2 separate regions of the Mus musculus genome follow, and region 1 is linked to region 2. Evidence: chromatin contacts called from public Hi-C data. All regions are on one chromosome and are shown on one strand. The core of a region is the stretch at or near the end of the contact, and the rest is flanking DNA. Distances in the headings are between cores, read along the strand shown. Region 1 overlaps Pcdh9 (protocadherin 9). Region 2 overlaps Pcdh9 (protocadherin 9).

The links. A called contact is a pair of places that touch in the nucleus more often than the background predicts.
Region 1: a Hi-C map of neural progenitor cells shows a contact between it and region 2, with 3 times the contacts expected there. The contact joins two enhancer-like sites. A contact is called at or near these places in 4 of 484 Hi-C or Micro-C datasets (brain, cerebral cortex and neural progenitor cells).

Annotation. Positions count from the first base shown.
Region 1 is chr14:93,541,139-93,545,770 of GRCm38.p6, reverse strand. The region is part of intron 3 of Pcdh9 (protocadherin 9); the gene reads left to right. Among named protein-coding and RNA genes, the nearest start is that of Pcdh9, 350 kb to the left of the region's middle. Within about 2 kb of position 2,035, at least 47 of the 459 cell types and tissues checked have an H3K27ac peak or open chromatin away from gene starts, as enhancers often do. A contact at or near this core is called in neural progenitor cells, where this site is marked.
Region 2 is chr14:93,378,531-93,383,497 of GRCm38.p6, reverse strand. All of the region lies in intron 3 of Pcdh9 (protocadherin 9), which reads left to right. Among named protein-coding and RNA genes, the nearest start is that of Gm23509, 240 kb to the right of the region's middle. Within about 2 kb of position 2,572, at least 16 of the 459 cell types and tissues checked have an H3K27ac peak or open chromatin away from gene starts, as enhancers often do. A contact at or near this core is called in neural progenitor cells, where this site is marked.

The DNA of each region.
Region 1 (4,632 bases), core at 786-3,285, 160 kb before region 2:
AAACTCAAACATTGATGACTCAGTTTTACAATGGAGCTTGTGATTCGCACTGTGCAAAAACTTCCCATGTCATCTTTATTTTTAGTTCTTTGGCACAAGTATAGAAAATTATTGTAGAAAATATCACAGCTTCCATAATGAGGAGCTTTGTCTGCTCTTAGGAGATTTATAGTGTTGAAAAAAATAAAAACCCACAAACATTTCTCAATGCATTTCTCCATGTACAGGGGCAGATAAACATCTGTTTACTGTACAAATGATGCAAATTTGAGGGATAGTTTCACTTTAATGTCCCCTTTCCTACCTTCTCCCATTCTTCAGGCATTGTTGCTTTAAAAACATCCTCTCTTCTCTCAAGCCTGCCTTTTTCTTCAAAATACTCTTCTGAATTTCATGTGCATCTTCAAAGTGCAGAGCTAAGCTAAGTTAGGTGAATATGTGGTGGATGGAGCTGACAATTTTGACTGTCTTCTCTTCCGCATCCTTTTCACTGTGATGTTCCTGAGTGAAACGAGTCAGTGTAACAGCCTGTGGTGTCTGCAAGCTGAATGCAGTAAACCCCATGCCATGGAGCTTTGATGTGTTAAGCTGACTGGTCAAACACACACACACACACAATATGGGGATAATATAGCAGAACATTGCCTATTTCTTAATGAATCAGTGTAATTTACAAACCACAGAAAAGTATTCCTAACTGAAAAAGTGATATTGCAATGCTTAGGTCTGCTAATGTAGATTTTCAGATATTATTTTTTTTGTATGGAAAATGCCATTCACATTTTGCAATTAAGTTATTTTGGTAGCTTTAGAACACTGGGCGTGCCTTCATCTCTAAATCAGTACCTAGTTTATTCCTGAGAGATGTCATGAATTAAAGAAATGAACCCAAGACTGAGGTAATCTTTATAACAAAGATACTTTGTAATTATTACTTCAGACAGAATGTTGATGTAACAGTGAGACTATAGGTATCATGTGTGTATAGCAGCAGCTTCAAGTAGATGTTTTGGTGATTTCTGATGTTTATGAGTACATGGTATTTATCCTTTAAATCTGTACATTCTTTATTTTAAAGGTTCAAAGTGAAAATTTTTTGTTTTCTATTTCATGATTGAGAGAGAGAGAGAGAGAGAGAGAGAGAGAGAGAGAGAGAGAGAGAGAGGTCGTATTTTATTTTATTTATTTTATTAGACAGTGTGCTCTCCTCAGATTTCAATGAGAAGGTACTTCGGTTCTTTAATCCTCGTGGCGGTGATAGTAAAGTAAAGAGGAATGAAAGGCAGGCAACCAAAACACCATCACTCCATTAATGACACTGGAGCGCTCAGCTCTATTGGGATGTTGCCCAGACATCTACTAATAGAAGCCATGGTTCAGGATGTGAACTTGGCATTGGCTGCCAAAATCACAAATCTGCGAAGAAAGCATTGCAGAAGAATGTCTGGATTAATTTAAGAAATTATCCAATATTGAAAATGGGAGTTTCCCTATTTGCTGGTAGATACATTAGAGACAGAGGTAGAGAATATAACAGAATGAAAATAGAATAAAAAGATTAGAAATACAAAGTACACACCTCAATACTGTATTGAGTAAAAGGCCAGGAATGTATGTATTTCAGAATGAATAAATTAGGCCAATGGCCAGAGAGTTCTATGTTACAATTGGCTTTAAAGGATTTCGTTCTCGAATGTTAAGTAACTTCTGACAAATGTGAGTTTTCTTACGAAGTTACTTGGTTGTATGGTTCTACAAATGCCCGAGTGCTTGCCGTGATATTTAGACATTCACTAACACTGCTATAATAATTGGCATTATTATTTTTGTATAAATGAGTGTTATTGTTCCCTATTCATTCTAGCACATGCGGGAACAAACAGAAATGTGCTCTTTGGGAGTGGAAGGAAGAAAACAGATTCTCTGTTCACATTGGGCTACTGCCCAGACCGAACAGAGGATCTCTCAGCTGGGGCCAGCAGCTTTCGTGGCCTCTGGCTAACACAAACTCCTCAGTGGCCTTTCAGAGCCACTTAGAATCAAGTTCCAGAAGTCTGTGAGTGGAGGCTGCAGCTGCAGACACTGAAGGACACCTATGTGGCCCTGCACACATACCACTGCCTGCTTTCTGATTCTAATTCTGCTGGTGTATTGAAGAGAAGACTGGAGGTTTAAGGACTGGGAATGTTTCTGACATACCTCCCTCTCTCTCTCTCTCTCTCTCTCTCTCTCTCTCTCTCTCTCTCTCTCTCTCTCTCTCTCTCTCCCTCTCTCTCTCTCTCTCTCTCTGGGCTACCATAGAGTAAGATAAACCTTTTTATAGGCACCAAAAGGCAATAGTACAGATTGAGCTCAATACCATCTTTGTTCTTTAAAAACAAAACGTAGGACTAAATGCAGAACCTCATTTTATAAGTTTAATGGTCCAGCCAAAGCAAAATGAATCAAGAGAACAGAAAGAGAAAGGAGGCCGATTCTGATAATTGTGTTTGAGTTTACACTGAACATTTAAGCCTAATGTCAGAATCAGTTCATGGTGAAAGCTTTTCCTGCTGAGGGACTTCACTAAGAGGAAAATAACATAGTATTAAAAAAATGTCTATACCAGGATGCTGCTTATGTGAACAGGGCATGAAACATAAGGGAAAACTAGAAAAAAAATCCGGCAGAGATATCCTAAAATAGAAATGGTTTTTACATATAGCACCGTTTTATGAGAAGAAATTAGATGCTTTCCTGAGTCCAAGGTATTCAGAGACCATCAGAAAACTATATTTACTTTCAGCATTATTATAATCTCTACAAGTGATTTAAATATGTGTATATATATCAATGTAGAAAAGATATATATATTAATCTACTACATAGTAAAAGTCACTTATGAAAATGAAAGCTTTTAGAACTTATTGACGTACGTTGGACTGGTATGGCATAGCTCTTCTTCTCTTTCCAGACCAGCATTATATTTATTCAATGCTAAGCTCAGGAAACTTTTACTTTAAAAAAAGATGAAAAAGTCAAAAGGAAAAAATCATGATAATGTGAAGATATTCTCTAATATATTATTGTTTTGTTCACATGAAGGTAAATTTGTGTATTTTAAATAAGTGAAATGCATGGCTTTGAATTGTATCAGAATAATGTCTTTTTAGAAATTCCAAACAAAGAATCCATATTTCTTTTTATATTTTCCTGAGAAACAGCATGTGAATTGGTATGCTCTTTCTGCCAGTTGTGTGTGTAGTTCACAATGTTTTCACATGAGCTTTTTTGTTTTTTAAATGATGGAGACATAGTTTTTAGAGACACGCAGTCATGGAAAGAGAAAGGCAAGCATTCGTTGACTGTGCTGAGGTAATAAAGGACCCTTATTTTATTTTTTTATTAAAGGTTTCTGTTCTGTTTTCCATTTTCCCAACATGTTTCTATTAATGTGTAATATCTATACATTTTGATGAGTTTAGGTATGATATCTCAATACATATATTTAATCCAATCTCTATTCATTATTCCTTCTGTGCTTCTCTACTATCCATTTATTAATGTCTTGCTATGAGAACAATCATGCAAAACTTGTACTTCTGTATAAGTTTAGTTTATTTAAGGAGGTATCTCACATTATTGTGAAGTGTTTCTCTGTAAGACAGAGTTTTACTGTATCTTATGTCTAAATAGCTTCACAGATCTATACATATCAGAACTGATAATGATTTAATTTGACTATGTTCTACCTCTTTTCCATAGCGGCACAAGACTACATGTGCAGTTTTCTTGTTTATATGTTAAGTCCATACTCTTTGACTAAAGGTGCCTTTCAATTTGAAAATTTAAAGACATTAAAATTTGATCAGTATACCAAAGCATTTTTTAAAGGTTGTCTGGTTTCACTGCTAATACAATATATCTACTTTTAAAAGCTATGCTCTTTTAATTTTAAAAGTCCCTTGCTTAGGCTCTCTTCCTTTGACTTCCTTACCCTCACAAATTAACATAGTTACTAATAACCAACTGCCTGTGCTCAGATCCACAGGAGTCACAGGATTTTTTTCAATATTTTAAGCACTTCATGTTTCTTCATGAATGCAAGATGTTACTAGCAAGCACCTAGAGAATCATGAACATAGTGTAACAAAGGACAATGATGGGATGACTCGTTTATAAATAACCTTGCAAGACTTAAAGAAAGGAGATGAGTTTCTGCATGGTGAGAAGTCAGAGAACTCAGAATACATAACATTTAGCCTTGTTGAGTGATGCCTAGGAATTTAGTATGTGTGCCAATGGAAGCATAAAACCTCTAGCAAGGGAGATGATGGGGTGGGAAGGGAAAGAGTTAAGTTGTAAGCATGTAGTTGTGGAGTGGAGGTGCTGGGCAGCTTGCAGGATTTGGGTGGAACAAGGTCTTTTGAACAATGCATACCGGGGTTTGTTCTGAAGAAAGCAGCAGCAGCAGGCATACAAGCAAGCAAAGCTCCAGCAAAACAAAGTCAAATAGCTCAGCTTCCAGATTCCTTTCCAGGATGGCTGCTTTCTTCTTTTTACAAGCTAATGTCTTTCCTTGCTCTCACAGATAGTGAATCATTAGAAAAATACCAACTGCACATAGGACCACTATTGTAAGCAACAACTGAT
Region 2 (4,967 bases), core at 1,323-3,822:
TACAGCCGGGCCTGATGGCACATGCCTTTAATCCCAGCACTCAGGAGGCAGAGGCAGGCAGATTTCTGAGTTCGAGGCCAGCCTGGTCTACAAAGTGAGTTCCAGGACAACCAGGGCTATATAGAGAAACACTGTCTCAAAAACGAAAATAAATAAATAAATAAATAAATAAATAAATAAATAAATAAATATTTAAAAAAGAAAATATGAGATTAATTTTCTTTAAAATTCATAACATAAACATTGAATTAAATATGGACACAGTGCCTCCATGCAGCATCAATCCTTTGTCAGAGACTTGCTATACCATGAGCACTATCTACTTTACTTACTACAAATTTCCAAGCAATGTCTCAAATTGTACAAGAATTTAGGCAGTGCTCCATGGTACAAAACTAGGTTAGCCAAAACTTTAGATGAAGTGTTATGAAAAAATAGGTTTTACTTTCCCTGTGAACCAAATATTATACAAGTATAGAAAAGTGGCACAGTATCTTTCCACATCAGTGGAAGAACACATTTTTATTTTGAGAGATGTCATATATTCAGTGAAGTTAAAGGTAAATATGTATCATTTCGTGGAGTAAGAAAAGGATGCTTATTATGAATTTACAAAATATTATTACATTATGTAACTTAAAAATATGTCATTTTATATTCAGTATTTTAAGGCATTCAACACAGTTTTTTTTATATATATATATAATGTGTGTGTATGTTTGTGTGTGCATGTGGTGTGTATGTGTGTGTGTTTTCACCTTGTTCCTGTTCCCTTCTAAAGAATTCGAATTTCTTTGACTGTAAAATATGTGGGTTTATTTTCCCAATGATAATTATAGTGATTGAGTTTATTTTTCTCTGAGATATCAAGAGAGATATTATAGTAATTTTCAAATGCAGAAGTATCTGCTAAATCATATTCCAATGTTTATCACGTAAAAGTCTGAAATAATAAGAAAAAGGTAAATTATTTTAATTCATATTTTAACCCTAGATTAACAAAATACTAGAGGAATAATGTTTTGATAATGAATTAGACTGGGTGTTTTTTCATTACCAAAGACTAAGCTGTTCATAGTAGCAGAAATCCACTACTTTTCATTCTACCTATCTCAATAAATGCACATACCACCTGAAAAGAAGAAAATAATAAAAGCTTATACTAACTATCTGACCCCAGAACCCTGAAACTTTCCAAAAGGCTTGTAGAAAATTGTCACAGACTGCAGTCAGGTTGATATCCTAAGACCAAGATGGACTGCCCACAGAGACTCTTCAAATTCATTCTAAGCAGGCACTAAGACATACGTCACCTAGAAATGCATTTTTTCTTAGTAGAAAGAATTTGATGGAGAGTTCCAGAAAAGCTTATTTCTGACCCTCATCTTGACATGTATCAGCAGCAATATTTTGACAACTCAGTTTCCACTTTTGGAAAAAAAACAAATGAAGTTTCCCTTAGGTGACCTTAAAACTTCAGCTAAAGTGACTTTTAAAATTGCCTTTAGTGGCATGCCAGCAGCACTTACACCTGGTGTCTTTCCTTTTGTTTCTATGTCCTTCTCTATTCCTAAGCTGTGGCAGGTCTGCTATATACCTTAACTGCTGGCTTCTTGCAAGAGTGAAGTGGCTGGCGTGGCCCTTCATCCAAATAAGAAGCTAATAGAGCCTTTTACACAACTTTAAATTGTAATTGTTGAAAGAATAACTGACCATTAACCTCTCTTCAGTTATAAAAATCTCAAAGCTTGTGTGGAGTGTCACCTAATTTCCTCCTAACATATAAACAGTCTATTCCATAAGTCCACGCTCCGTTCCTGTGTAGAGATCTTTCATTGGCCTACAGATTACTTGGGTGTTTATGGAATAAAATTCTGCAAACAGATAAACCTCATCAAATTCCCTTTCTGTTTTTAATTCTCAAAGGATGGATTTCTTTCAGTTGACGAGATAATATCCAGGATATATCTTAAGTCCTAGTCTTTATGTATATAGATATAAAGGGGAAAAATAGGATGGGTGGGGGGAAGCTAAAAGGACAAATTCAACATCATTCCAGTCCGTGCCCTGAGTTTTCTCAAGTAGATGGCACTGTTTTGTCAACAGCTCCATCTGCAGACCAGGGACAGCTGTGACTCTTGCTTAGTGATGAGGTCATGACGCCTCTGCTTTCAGCCTGCAGCTTGCCTATTAAAATTTGATTTGAAAGGCAGCACCTGATGTCATCTTTTTTAAGGTTTTTTTTTTTTTCGGCAATGTCAGGTTTTATATAATTTCTGAAAAAAAAATAGCTTTAGGCTCTGTGAATGGAAATTCCTAGAGAGGGGAGCCAGGAGGGAAAGCCAGCAATGAAGCAGGGTAAACTTTTCCATCAATTGTTTAGTTTAGTACACAGAATCCTGAAATGTTGTGGTCTATCTGGGTACCCCCCCCCCCAGGAAGGCTGTTTCTAAGCAGCCCTGGTTTCAGCATTCTCTCTGGTGATACAGTGACAACAGTTCAGGTCCCACAGCAGATGCTGCAGTCTTCTTAGTCATTTAAATAATGTGTGCTCCAACAACAAGACTGTCAGCAGCGACTCCACACTGAAGGAGAGGCTGGAAAGGGGAGTTCAGCTCAGTCACACTTTACAGTACTTGGACATAGAAGTCTTTGTGTTTGGAACACTAGAGGGCTGTATAAGTCTTTATTTTATTTATTTATTTTTTATTTTTAAAACCTTTAAGGGTACTAAGTTTTTTAGGTTGATGGAGTTGATATGAACTGATTTAACATGAAATCTGAGTATTTGAAAAAGCAAAGAGAATTAACCAGGGTAACAAATCTCTAATGAGAAACACATACATATATATCTGCACACACAGCCATATACAACACATATAGTGTTTATATATTCCATTGCATGGAATAATTACTGTACTTGAAAATCCTTGTTTAACAAACCTGGTGCTTTTCAATGGAAATATATTTCCAATTGAAATAATTGCATATTTTCTTACATGTAATGTATTTACATGTAAATAATATATTTGTACAATAACAAATTGAGAGCATGAGACCAAATCCGAAGTTATAGTGAAGTTGCTGTCATTGAAAACCTAAAAACCTAATACAGGTAATAGCTGACAAAATTCTTTGAAGACATGCAAGCGCTATAAAACTGGAGGTTGTCCATATCATTGCTGTAAGTCATAATGTCCCATGGTGTAATGATTTTCAGAGAGGTGTTCTGCTAACGTTAGGGAACTCTGCACCTTTACTGAAATATTTGATGCTAAATAAGGATATAATAGTGTATACTCCTTACCAATTCTTGTTGGCGTCAATGTTACTATCACGAGCATTTATAATTATAAATGTATTTGCACGTTCTGTATTCAGGCAAGAGGACAACAATCGATACTTTATATGTATACATACACTCTACTCTAAAAAGTAGACATCATACACATATCCTTAAAGCCACCACCACTGAACAAAAGTTAGAAAGATAAGAAGACAAGAGCAAAATGCATGGGATCCAAATAGTTTATTTAATTATCATGGACCTAAGTTTCCAACTCTGATGTGGAGTAAGGTAGAAGTTATTGATGCTACAGGGAGAAAGACAGTGATTCTTAACCGTTTCTAATAAAAATAAGAGGATGGAACCAAGTACAAATACATTCAGTCAGGAGTGGAAAACAAAAATCCAATGATTTATAGAAGGAGCATGGTGAATAAGGTTTATTTTTAATTAATTAATTAGTTAATTAATTAATTAATTTTAAAGTCCAGATTTTATTCCCCTCCCAGTCCACCCTCTGACTGTTCCACATCCCATAATACCTCCCTGCCCCATCCCCCCAGTCTCCACAAGAATGTCCTCACCCTCACTCCGCAACCCATAAGAACTCTAAACTCCCTGGGGCCTCCAGTCTCTTGAGGGTTGCATGCATCTTCTCTGAATGAACCCAGACCCGGCAGTCCTCTGCTGTTATATGTGTTGGGGTCTTCATATCAGCTGGAGTATGCTGCCTGATTGGTGGTCCAGTGTTTGCAAGATCTCGGGCATACAAGTTAACTGAGACTGCTTGTCCTGCTACGGGGTCACCCTCCTCCTAAGCTACTTCCAGTTTTCCCCTAATTCAACCAGAGGGGTCAGAGAAAAAATATGGATGAAGGTATGAATAGAGAAGGAAATATTAACAAAACCTTCCCAATGAAGGAGACCATTAATAAAGAGGCTTTGGATTTTGGTAGCATGACGAGGCAAAATTAAATGTTGTTCCTAAATAAAGATTTTGGAAACTTATACTCTAAGAACTTCGATAAATCAAGACAGAATAAGTAAGACAAAAGCGCTCGCCTTAGGACTGGACATGGAAACCCAACACAAGTTAAGTAGTCCCAAGAACAGGCAAGAGAGTCAGGGAAACTCCAGGTCTACTGCGAGGAATTCCCCAGAACACTAAACTAACAGCTACAACGCATAAGTAGAAGACCTGATGCAGACCCATACAGGCCCTGTGCATACCAGTTCAGTCTCTGTGAGCCCATATGAGCATTGCTTAGTTGGTTCACTGGGGCGTCTTTTATTAGTGTCCTCCATTTTCCTCGAGTCCTACTATCTTTCCTCCCACTCCTTCATGGGTTCTCTGAGCTCTGCGAGAATGACCCAATGGAGACCTCCAAGTTAGACTCCCTCTCCACATGAGCCTGGCTGTGGATGTTTGTACCCAGTCCCAACTTCTGCCAGAGGAAGAAGCCACTCTGATGGTGACTCGAGAAGATTTTTAAAACAATAAAAGTTTCCTTTCTAAATGGAGCATACTGAAGTCTACCATCCTTTGCCATTCACAATTATCACTTAGATATGTAAACACCAATACTATGATTATATGGGTGAACTATATGAGTGAAATTAAAGTCTTAAAACCGTGGATCACCTTTTTGCTTTAACTGTGTAACTATTTTCACCTAGAATA